Regions from separate parts of the Zea mays genome. Here all the other regions are linked to region 1. A link is a contact called in public Hi-C data. All regions are on one chromosome and are shown on one strand. Each heading gives the region's core, a stretch centred on a gene start, on an enhancer-like site or on the middle of the called end of the contact. The rest is flanking DNA. Distances are from core to core; before and after follow the strand shown.

Evidence for each region. A called contact is a pair of places that touch in the nucleus more often than the background predicts.
Region 2: a Hi-C map of endosperm shows a contact between it and region 1, with 3 times the contacts expected there. The contact joins the promoter of LOC103635604 here to the enhancer-like site in region 1. A contact is called at or near these places in 2 of 25 Hi-C or Micro-C datasets (ear and endosperm).
Region 3: a Hi-C map of leaf shows a contact between it and region 1, with 3 times the contacts expected there. The contact joins the promoter of LOC100281669 here to the enhancer-like site in region 1. A contact is called at or near these places in 3 of 25 Hi-C or Micro-C datasets (ear, leaf and tassel).

The regions. Positions count from the first base shown.
Region 1 is chr8:100,298,445-100,301,493 of Zm-B73-REFERENCE-NAM-5.0, forward strand. It overlaps LOC100383012 (putative arginine-tRNA protein transferase family protein), which reads left to right. Exons shown (of 6, transcript NM_001175691.1): 4 at 1-600; 5 at 1,043-1,370; 6 at 1,710-2,087. The coding sequence ends at 1,835. Among protein-coding and RNA genes, the nearest start is that of LOC100383012, 15 kb to the left of the region's middle. Within about 2 kb of position 1,752, at least 18 of the 20 cell types and tissues checked have an H3K27ac peak or open chromatin away from gene starts, as enhancers often do. A contact at or near this core is called in ear, endosperm, leaf and 1 more, where this site is marked.
Region 2 is chr8:100,878,774-100,881,710 of Zm-B73-REFERENCE-NAM-5.0, forward strand. LOC103635604 (cell division protein FtsZ homolog 2-1, chloroplastic) reads left to right here and starts at 1,446. Exons shown (of 8, transcript XM_008658017.3): 1 at 1,446-2,053.
Region 3 is chr8:99,715,237-99,718,456 of Zm-B73-REFERENCE-NAM-5.0, forward strand. LOC100281669 (sialin) reads right to left here and starts at 1,290. Exons shown (of 8, transcript NM_001154589.1): 1 at 441-1,290. The coding sequence starts at 875.

The DNA.
Region 1 (3,049 bases), core at 502-3,001:
CAATCAGGCAATGCAGAACCATACCAGCGTTGTTGTACCTGTGCAAGCTTCAGACAAATCTAGTGGTTCAAAGCCAAGCTCTGTGAACCAAACTAATGCAAAATATCCTCTGAAAAGGAAAAACCTGGAGATTAGGTTGAGCACATCTCATTTTGATCCTGAGGAGTTTGCTCTGTACCGAAGGTATCAGACAAAGGTGCATAAGGAGAAGGCAGTTACAGAAAGCTCATACAAGAGATTTCTAGTAGATACACCAATCCTGTTTGTCCCCCCAAAGACTGGTGATAATACAGTTCCACCGTGTGGGTTTGGGTCTTTTCATCAGCAGTACAGGATTGATGGAAAACTTGTGGCTGTTGGTGTAGTTGATATCCTTCCTAAATGTTTGTCAAGCAAGTACTTGTTCTGGGATCCTGACCTTCCTTTCTTATCTCTTGGAAAGTATACTGCTCTGAAGGAGATAGATTGGGTCAAGACGACACAGGAGCACTGTCCCAGCCTTCAGTACTACTATCTCGGTTATTATATACATTCTTGCAATAAGATGAGATACAAAGCTGCATATCGACCATCAGAACTTCTATGTCCACTCCGTTATGAGTAATTGTTTTGCCCTGCCACTATATATTTCATAATAGATAACTTGTATAATGTGATCGACTGAACATAAGAATAGTCAAACTTTACATGTTGAAGTTAAAAAAGGAACACTAAGTTATGTCCTGGTATGTTCACTAATGTGGTTGAAATGGATTTTTTTGGTGTCTTTATTTTAATAAGGTTATTGTTTGTTGTTCTAGAGTAGTAGTAATTTGTAGGAGACCTCTGCTGTCACTGCATTCAGATAATGGATTAGTGAAACGTTGAAAGCTTACTTTCATCTGGGTAACCTGAAGCTTTACTATTGAAATTATTGTTTAGCTATTTTATGTTTCTATACCCAACTGCTCAAGTCACAGACTTTCATGCAAAACTTAATGCTGTTTAATAGTTAAATTTCATGCTTCTTTCATTCTTTAACTTGCAGTTCTCAACATTGCAGGTGGGTTCGCTATGATTTAGCCAAGCCTCTACTGGATGCCAGTCAATACTCCGTTCTATCTGATTATGCTACAATGCAAGGTGAAGTGCCCCAGCCTCAGATTTGTGGTCCCTCTGATGACTCTTCAGCAAAAGTTGACCACCATGAGTCTCCCAGCGATGAGGATGAGGACGACGACGATGAAGATTTCGACAACTATGAATCAGATATGATGGTCGATGAAGAGACAATTCATTCAGAAAAACCCGATACAGCTGAAGGCAGTTCCGAGATAAATGACATAAACAACATCACCCTGGACCTGAAAGGCTCGAGGGTTAAATTTAAGGTACATACACAAAATCTGACCTCAAATCGGAAAGATGATGATGGTCCTATGCGATCTGTGCGCAGAAATAAGGGCACATCGTCAGGGGGAACTAAAATTGCTTTTGTAGTATTTATCAGGAAATTTGCTAGCTTTTTCTGTCATTAAACATCCATTTCTCCATTAGCCTGTTCTAAAAAGCATGTATAAAAGATTAGTATTTTTTTGGGTAACAAGTTTAACAATTATCTGGACCACGTAATTTGTAAAACCATGTAATCTGTGAGTAGAAAATTGTAATTCTATTATCTGGCTCTGATTTCTGTATGATATATGTTTAGTTAACTCTCTCCCTTTCAGGGCCTTCAGCAAGTTTTTGGGCCAATCGAGAGGCGACACCTCAATGCGCTAGAAAGGCAACTGAGCAGATACGTCAAGGTTGTTGGGAAGGAGCTGTCTGATCGAATGGTGTATTGTCTTTCTTGATATGCAGCCGGTCCCGAGATCTCAATTCTACTGTGAAAGGTGCACATGAGAGTTAAACTAGTTTCATTCAGAAAGAAAGGTCATATTGCTGCGTGTTTCTGCATGGTTTTCGTTGTAAAGGTACGAGAGCTGAGGCTGACATAGAACATTCTCCGGTCGATTTTGTATGTGTATTTTGGCACTAAAGTCTTCATGGATGGCTTATACTGAAGAGAAGTGGCGATTCGGTACGCCTAATTGTGCTTATAGGGCAATTGAACCGGCACAGTAATAAAGTTGCAGCGAATGGGCTTCTGTCGAAACAGCAGTCTTTACGTGCACAGCGACCGCTCGTGACTACACAAATTCTCGTCGTACGTCCACTGCAAAAGGCCGCAGCGCACCGGCGCTCAGTAGGGGGCTGCATCTTGTCTCACCTGCCGACCTGCGTGGTCATGAAGTGGCGCAGAGGCATCCCAAGCTGCCGCCGCTTTGCGCCAGAGTCCCACCACGGCACGTACCATCACGCCTTGTATACTCGTCACTTTTGAGGTGGCCCGTCCGCTCGTCGTAGCCCGGTTTCGGAACGTCTCGTATCACGTAGTACTCCGTTTCTTTTTTTTTTATTTATAACGTTTTAGTATAAAAATGAATTATATGCCAACGGAGTACCTTATTTGCCGCAGGAGGAGGCGACCACATGAATGGTTTCTTTGGGAGGAAAATAACAACAATTTTTTTTACTACGAGTACAGTGTCCGTACTGCTTCTGTGCACCGATGTACTCTCTCCGTCGTCCTAAAAAAATATACCTGCCGTTTTTTCTGAGCTTTAAGGAATTTTAAGTTTAACTAAGTTTATAAAAATGATACTAACAACTACTCCCTCCGTTCTTTTTTATTTGTCGCGATTTAGTTTAAAAATGAATTAGTCAACGATAAATATTCGAGAATGAAGATAGTACAATTTAAATTAGTTTAAATGTAGAGTTAAATTCTTTTTTGGTTGGGTGGAGAAATTATGAACTACTCCTCTCCAAAAAAGAATAAGCATATTTGATTAGATGAAAAAACAAATTTACTACTTCCGACTGATAAAATACATGTTTAGGCATAAAACTTAATAGGTTTCTATTCCATATTTTACAAAGTATTCTAAGAGAAAATAAAGATTTGACTTTGTTTTGTTTGACTCTTTCTTAGATAAATATGCTTGACACTCCTGTACGAACTCAA
Region 2 (2,937 bases), core at 196-2,695, 580 kb after region 1:
AACCATCGTCTTCACAATTCTTAAATATATCACCCAATCATCTTCTGAGGTAATGGAGATCAACCGTCGGACAACTGTTCCATATGTAATATGGGACAACAAACCCTGAATTGATATTCTAGGGTCGTTTATGTCACAACTAATCTCCTCACAAGCTCGAGCCAAAAGCTGGTCAAAAGTTGGTCTTTCAACGAACAACATGGTCACGATCTTCGTACCATCAAAAGTAACACTCCCATAAGCATCTATCTCCACCCTTCCTCCATGGTATAGTGTTACTAGGCTGTCCATCTATTGCAAAAATGGATTACTAACTCAATAATGGCTACATACTTAAGCCTACTAACTTACTAAGTAATAAATATATATTAACTAATAACTATACAGTAAATATTAAATGAACACATCAAACGAAATTACATAATCTATAAATAATGTACGAAAACTATGTATACCTGAGAACGCGTACGACTCCAGCTAACGGTGGAGAAGGTCAAGTCGGACGAACACCTACGTAAAAAAATACCAATTGTCAGTAAAAAATTTGGCAGCACCTCCCTTGTAAAGTGATGTTTATAGAACCTGCGAATAAACGACAACACGATGGTTGCCAACACAGAAAACATGTAATATCAATGCTCTAAACAAAATGGTAACTATATAATCACTAAGAATTTACTAAACACTAACAATATACTACGCAACAAACTAGCTAACTATTTTAATAAACACTAACAATAAAATATCTAACTATTTACTAAACAATAAATAAGTGTATACCTAACTAATTACTACTAGTTTACAAACTAAGAAATTAAAAAAAAATACTAGACAGCAGTGTTTGCGGGAGCTACCGGGGCCGGAGCGGGCGGTGGCCGATCGTTGGGAGCGAGCTCGGGGCGGCAGTGGGCGGGGACTAGGCGGCGTGGGGAGCGAGCTCGGGGCGGCAGTGGGCGGGCGGCGGCTAGCGAGCTCGGGTGGAGCTCGAGCGGCCGGAGCGTGGCGGGGGCGGGCGGAGCTCGAGCTCGGGCGGACCTCGGGCGGCGAGCGAGCTCGGGCGAACTCGGGCGGGGCTCGCGGCGGCGAGCCGGAGCGTGGCCGGGGCGGGCGGGCGCCGGCGAGCCGGACCTGGGGAAGGCGGCGGCGGTGATTTCGAATGGGTAGAAAGAGAAGAAACGCGCGCAGAGAGAAGGCAGTTTTCGGTTTTTTCCTAGCTCGGCGCCAAGATCTGTGGCGCCGAGCTAGGTGCCACGCGGGACTGCCACGTCACGAAGCTCGGCGCCACAAGCTGTGGCGCCGAGCTGTGTTACCTCGGCGCCACAGGCTGTGGCGCCGAGCTTCGGGTCCAAACGTGCAAATAAAATTTTCGGGGGTCCAAACGTAAATTTTTGACTCGAAAGGGGCTAAAAAACAAAAAATTCGGTCAGACATGTGGAGTTGTGGACAATGGTGGGTGCTTGCGGTTCCCCAGTGTGAGGCGAGGCGAGGTTGGTGTGACATACCAGTCCATCATGTCGTGCCAACGTGACTCGCACAGTCGCCCGCCCTAGGTGAGGCCCAGCCAAGCACGGCCTATCAGAGCGTTGGACTGTGCTCACTCGGCCGCTCTATGGCCCATGAGCTCCAGGCATCTAGTCGCAACTTTTTTCCTTTTTTTCCCTTTAAACCTTTCCTTTTTCTTTTTTAAGAAAAGACAAAATTGGAATCCTCGTGTCGCCGTTCAGCCGTTGGGCTTTGGCCACTCAGCCAGCGCTCACCAACTCACCGAGTGTCCGAGTCGTTGGCTTGGCTTGGCTTGGCTCCGCCCGTTGGCATCGTCTACTCGCCGAAAACCTCGCCGAGTCCCTGCCCTCCCTGGGCGGTGGGCGCGGAAACCCTTCGTCTGTTCGCTAAACCTTGGCGGCCGGATCTCCCACCTTCAGAATCCATCTGGTCTCCTCTATAAAAGCGCTGGGAGGATCTGCCGACTTTGCCGTCCATAGGCGGCGTCTCTCCGGTGTCCTGCGTCTGCGCCGCACACATCCCCCACTCTTCTTCCAGTGAAACAGTTCAGGTAAAATAAGCGACTTTTTACCAGTAATAAATCCATTTTGACCCGTTCCCAAATACTGGCCTTACCTCTATGTCTACAATTTTTTGGTGGAGATTGGGGTTATTCTTGAAATATTTGATTGCCTGCTGTAGTTCCCCTATCGAGCCTCTCTAAATAGAATAATGTACGACCCCACTGTGTTTTAGTGTAAGGTTCGGTGGCCATCATAACGCCCTCACAACATGCGGATTTTTCCGGATCCATTTATGTGTATTTTACCCTCGATTCGACTCTGTCATGTGTTGTTAGTTCAATTCCATTTTGTTGTAATGTATTATTAGTTCATTCGTTTGGTCCGTTCCGTTCAAATTATTTCATTTCAAAGTATGCAGTATGAACTATAACCACACCAAACACTTGCTAAAGAGAGATTCTGATATTTGCCATCAGCAAGAAACAGGTTTGTAAAATTGCCATTAGACCCACATTTTATAGACCCAGCTGGACCCACAATTCATAGACACAGTGTTAATTATAACAAGGAGACAACATTGTGAGTGGCAAAAATCCAATTATCTCCCTTGCTTAAATGATAGCGCCACCAAGTTAGGAAAGGAGACAATTGCATATTTAGGACTTCAAACATAATGCTTCACAATAATACCATTTATAACATTTGTTTTGCAAAATGGGACTATAGACATCACCTAATTGATTATACTGCCATTTACCGCACGCTCTTTCTTTTCTAATATATTCTCATGTATTTTAATGTATTTTATGTTTGAGGAGACACATTTATCATTCGTCGAACGGGAGAGAATCGGCCATGAACCGCGGCCAAGCTTCCCTGTGTCTTTACATAATTATTATTCCTGCCATGGCCACGCCCAACGAGGTCAGCG
Region 3 (3,220 bases), core at 40-2,539, 580 kb before region 1:
AATATATATCGTTATCGCCCGTGATAAGGGAGCGAAGGCAAACACCATTCTCCATTATCAAATTTATCGTGTTCTGGTGACGGGTTGGTGGCTTGCAGCTGCTCTGGGTGGCACACGGCAAGACTGTAGAATGAAGCTGGCAGACCGGCCGTCTCCCATCATTGCAGTTCCGCGTGCTTCCAAAATGTATTGCTTCAGTCGCTGCCTCATGGCGTCTGGCGTTGACGTGACGATGCAGGGTTGACTTTGTTGAGCCACGACCAGATCGTCCGAGACGTCACATTTTGTTGTTGAGCGACAGGGCAGCAAACGTTGCCTAAAACTTGTCGAGAACAAAGGGGCGTTTGCTTTCACTCCTACTTTTTCGCCGACGCGCAGAGACGGGAGAGGGAGAGGAGAGATTTTACAAGGCTGCGCTAGTTGACCCGCGCGGTGCTTACCTGGACGATGCCGACGAAGGAGCTGGACCATCCGTGCTGGGCGGCGAGCGGCACGACGGCGACGGACATGACGACCCGGTCGGCGTTGCAGAGCAGCATGATGGTGGCCACCAGCGCCACCACCTTGGCCCGCTCGGGGAACGCCGCCGACCCGGGCTGAGCGGCGGCGCCCGCCACGACGGCGGGGCGGACCCCGTCGAAGCTCGCGCTGCACGTGGCGAGGACCTCCCGCCCGCCCCGCCTGACCCTCGGCCCATCATCGCTGCCGAGCAAGCCGAAGCCGCCGCCGCCGCTGGCGCAGCCGGCGAGCGCCTGCAGCGACGAGGAGCGTACGCGCAGCCTTCCCGAGCCGGCCGCCACGGCCCTCGTGGATCTGTAACTGACAGGACTCCTCACGGCGGACTTCACGGACGCGCACGACCTGACCGACGCCATGGTCAGCTTGATCCAACAACCCGCTCCGCGCCCGCGCGTGGGACAAGCCGAGCCCGACACACGGCAAGCGGGGCCGCCTGGCTAGCTGTGACTATCAGAGGAGCGCGGCAGGGATCGACGGGAGCGTCGCGCGGCGAGCCAGGCCCATGGCAGTGAGTGGGGAGCGAGCGGCGTGCGCGGGCTGGCGGGCGGGCGGGCGGGCGAGCGCCGTTGATCGGCAGTTGGTGGCTTAAATTAGGACCACGCGACGCGGGGCGACGACTGACGAGGGAGTTGGGTCGAGCTGAGGGTGGTAGGTGGCGCTGTGCCAGCAGGCACATCGGACGGAGCGAGGGAGGAGACAAGTAGTGCACGGAGAGCCTGGCCGGATTGGCAGTCACGTGGCTTAAATCGGCGAAGGAACTGTTTGGTTGGTTTTGGTTCTGGCAAAATGGCAGTGTTGTAGCGGTGTCGGGTTGGTGTTTTGGTGGCTGGGCGGACGGACTTCGGGAAGGGTCAAGGATTGCGGAGGCGCCGTGCCGGCGTCCGGCGGGAACCGCACCTACCACGGCTCGTCGCCCGATTCGCCACCTACCCGTCCACGGCGAAGGCCAGAAGGTGACTCGACGCACCCTGACCTTGGCGACTTGTTCTCAAATGCTATGAGTTAAAAACAAGGCAACACAAAAATGTTAATGGTTAATGCCCTTCGTCCTTCGAAGCATTATCTCCCTCGGGATATAATGATCTTCAGACGAAGGTCATGAAGGACGTACCTTCATAATCGCAGTATATATATATATAAATAAAAGAAGAAGCATATGAAATATTGAAGGTAACGTACATAATCATATGACATCATGAATATCTCTTTATTATATCATCATAAATAATACTGAATTACATTTGTACCTTAGGCTTGACAGAAGGCAAAAGTCCAAGCGTGATGCGAAGGCAAATGAAAGGTTCGCGTGAACAGTACAGAGGTACTGTTCATCTATTTATAGACACAGGACGCAGCCTGTGACGAATTACAATTTTGCCCCTTACAAAAGTTTACAACGTTGACTCAGACCTCTAAGGATAAAAAGGTCATTCTATCTCTATGTCGGTTTGTAACGACGAAGCTCCATAAAAAGGAACCTTCGGGCGTCTCCTGGGGGCGACTTCAGCCGAAGCTGCTTCTTCGTGTAGGACCTTCGGCGCAACGAAGTATGGTCCCAACAGTAGCCCCTTTCGCGGCGCTAGATCGTTTTTCGTAACGAGCTTGATCCGTGAAAAAAGCCTCTTAAGCTTCGGGAAGCCGAAGGTCCAAAAAACACCTTCCCTGAGCTCGTTGCCGAGAAACGATTCAATTTCCGATCCCGTGTCGGACCCACCTTGCAGAGTTACTGTTTGATCTTTGCGGTCCACTGCGCAGCGAGTACAAGCGGGTGTCCTCCTGGTGTAAAAATTCTGGCGCTTCGCCTTCTTACCTGCAGCACTATATAAACAGACGAGTAGGTGTGAAGTTACCACAGCATTCATTGCTATTTGCACTGTTTTGCTGCCAAAATTTTTAACCGTCGCCGAAGCTTGTCTGTCGGAATCGAACGAAGCTCCTGCTTGAAACCTGCTTCGGAGGAAGAAAGTATTAAAGTTCCACAAGTTCATAATTAAATGGCCAGAGTGCGTTCTACCGCCAGGGTTGAACGTGAGGGGGAGGAAACTGAAACTTCGGAGACTGTCCCTATTTCCGAAGCCATGCAACGGTCTGGGCTAGTGACTTCGGAAAAGATTCCTAGTGAAGATGCAGAACAAGCAATCGCTGAAGCAGAGGAAGAAGATATTGAGGAAACTGATCCCGAAGATGATTACCGCATTGCCATGCCGAGCAAACCCAGCCACTTGGACTTCGGGAAATCTACTGTTTCGAAGGCTGATCTGTCCAAGATGGTAAAATCAGGCTTTTTTACTGAAAATCAGAAGAAGCTGTTGCGCTTCGGGGGAGAAGAGACTACCCCGAAGCCAGAGAAGGATGAGATTGTTATTTTCAAAAGTTTTCTAAAGGCTGGATTAAGGTTCCCTCTACATGGAATTATTGCGGAGGTACTGAAGAGGTTTGGTATCTATTTTCACCAGCTGACCCCTAACGCCATCGTTAGGCTTAGCGTTTATATCTGGGCACTCCGAAGCCAAGCGGTGGAACCATTTGCAGACAGCTTTTGCCGTGTTCACGAGTTACATTATCAGACAAAGGCTAGAAAGGATGGGCTGCACGACAATTTTGGTTGTTACAACTTCGCCTATCGGAAAACTACAAAATTTCCGGTAATCAGCTACCGAAGCAAATGGGCAGCAGGCTGGAAATCAGAGTGGTTCTATGT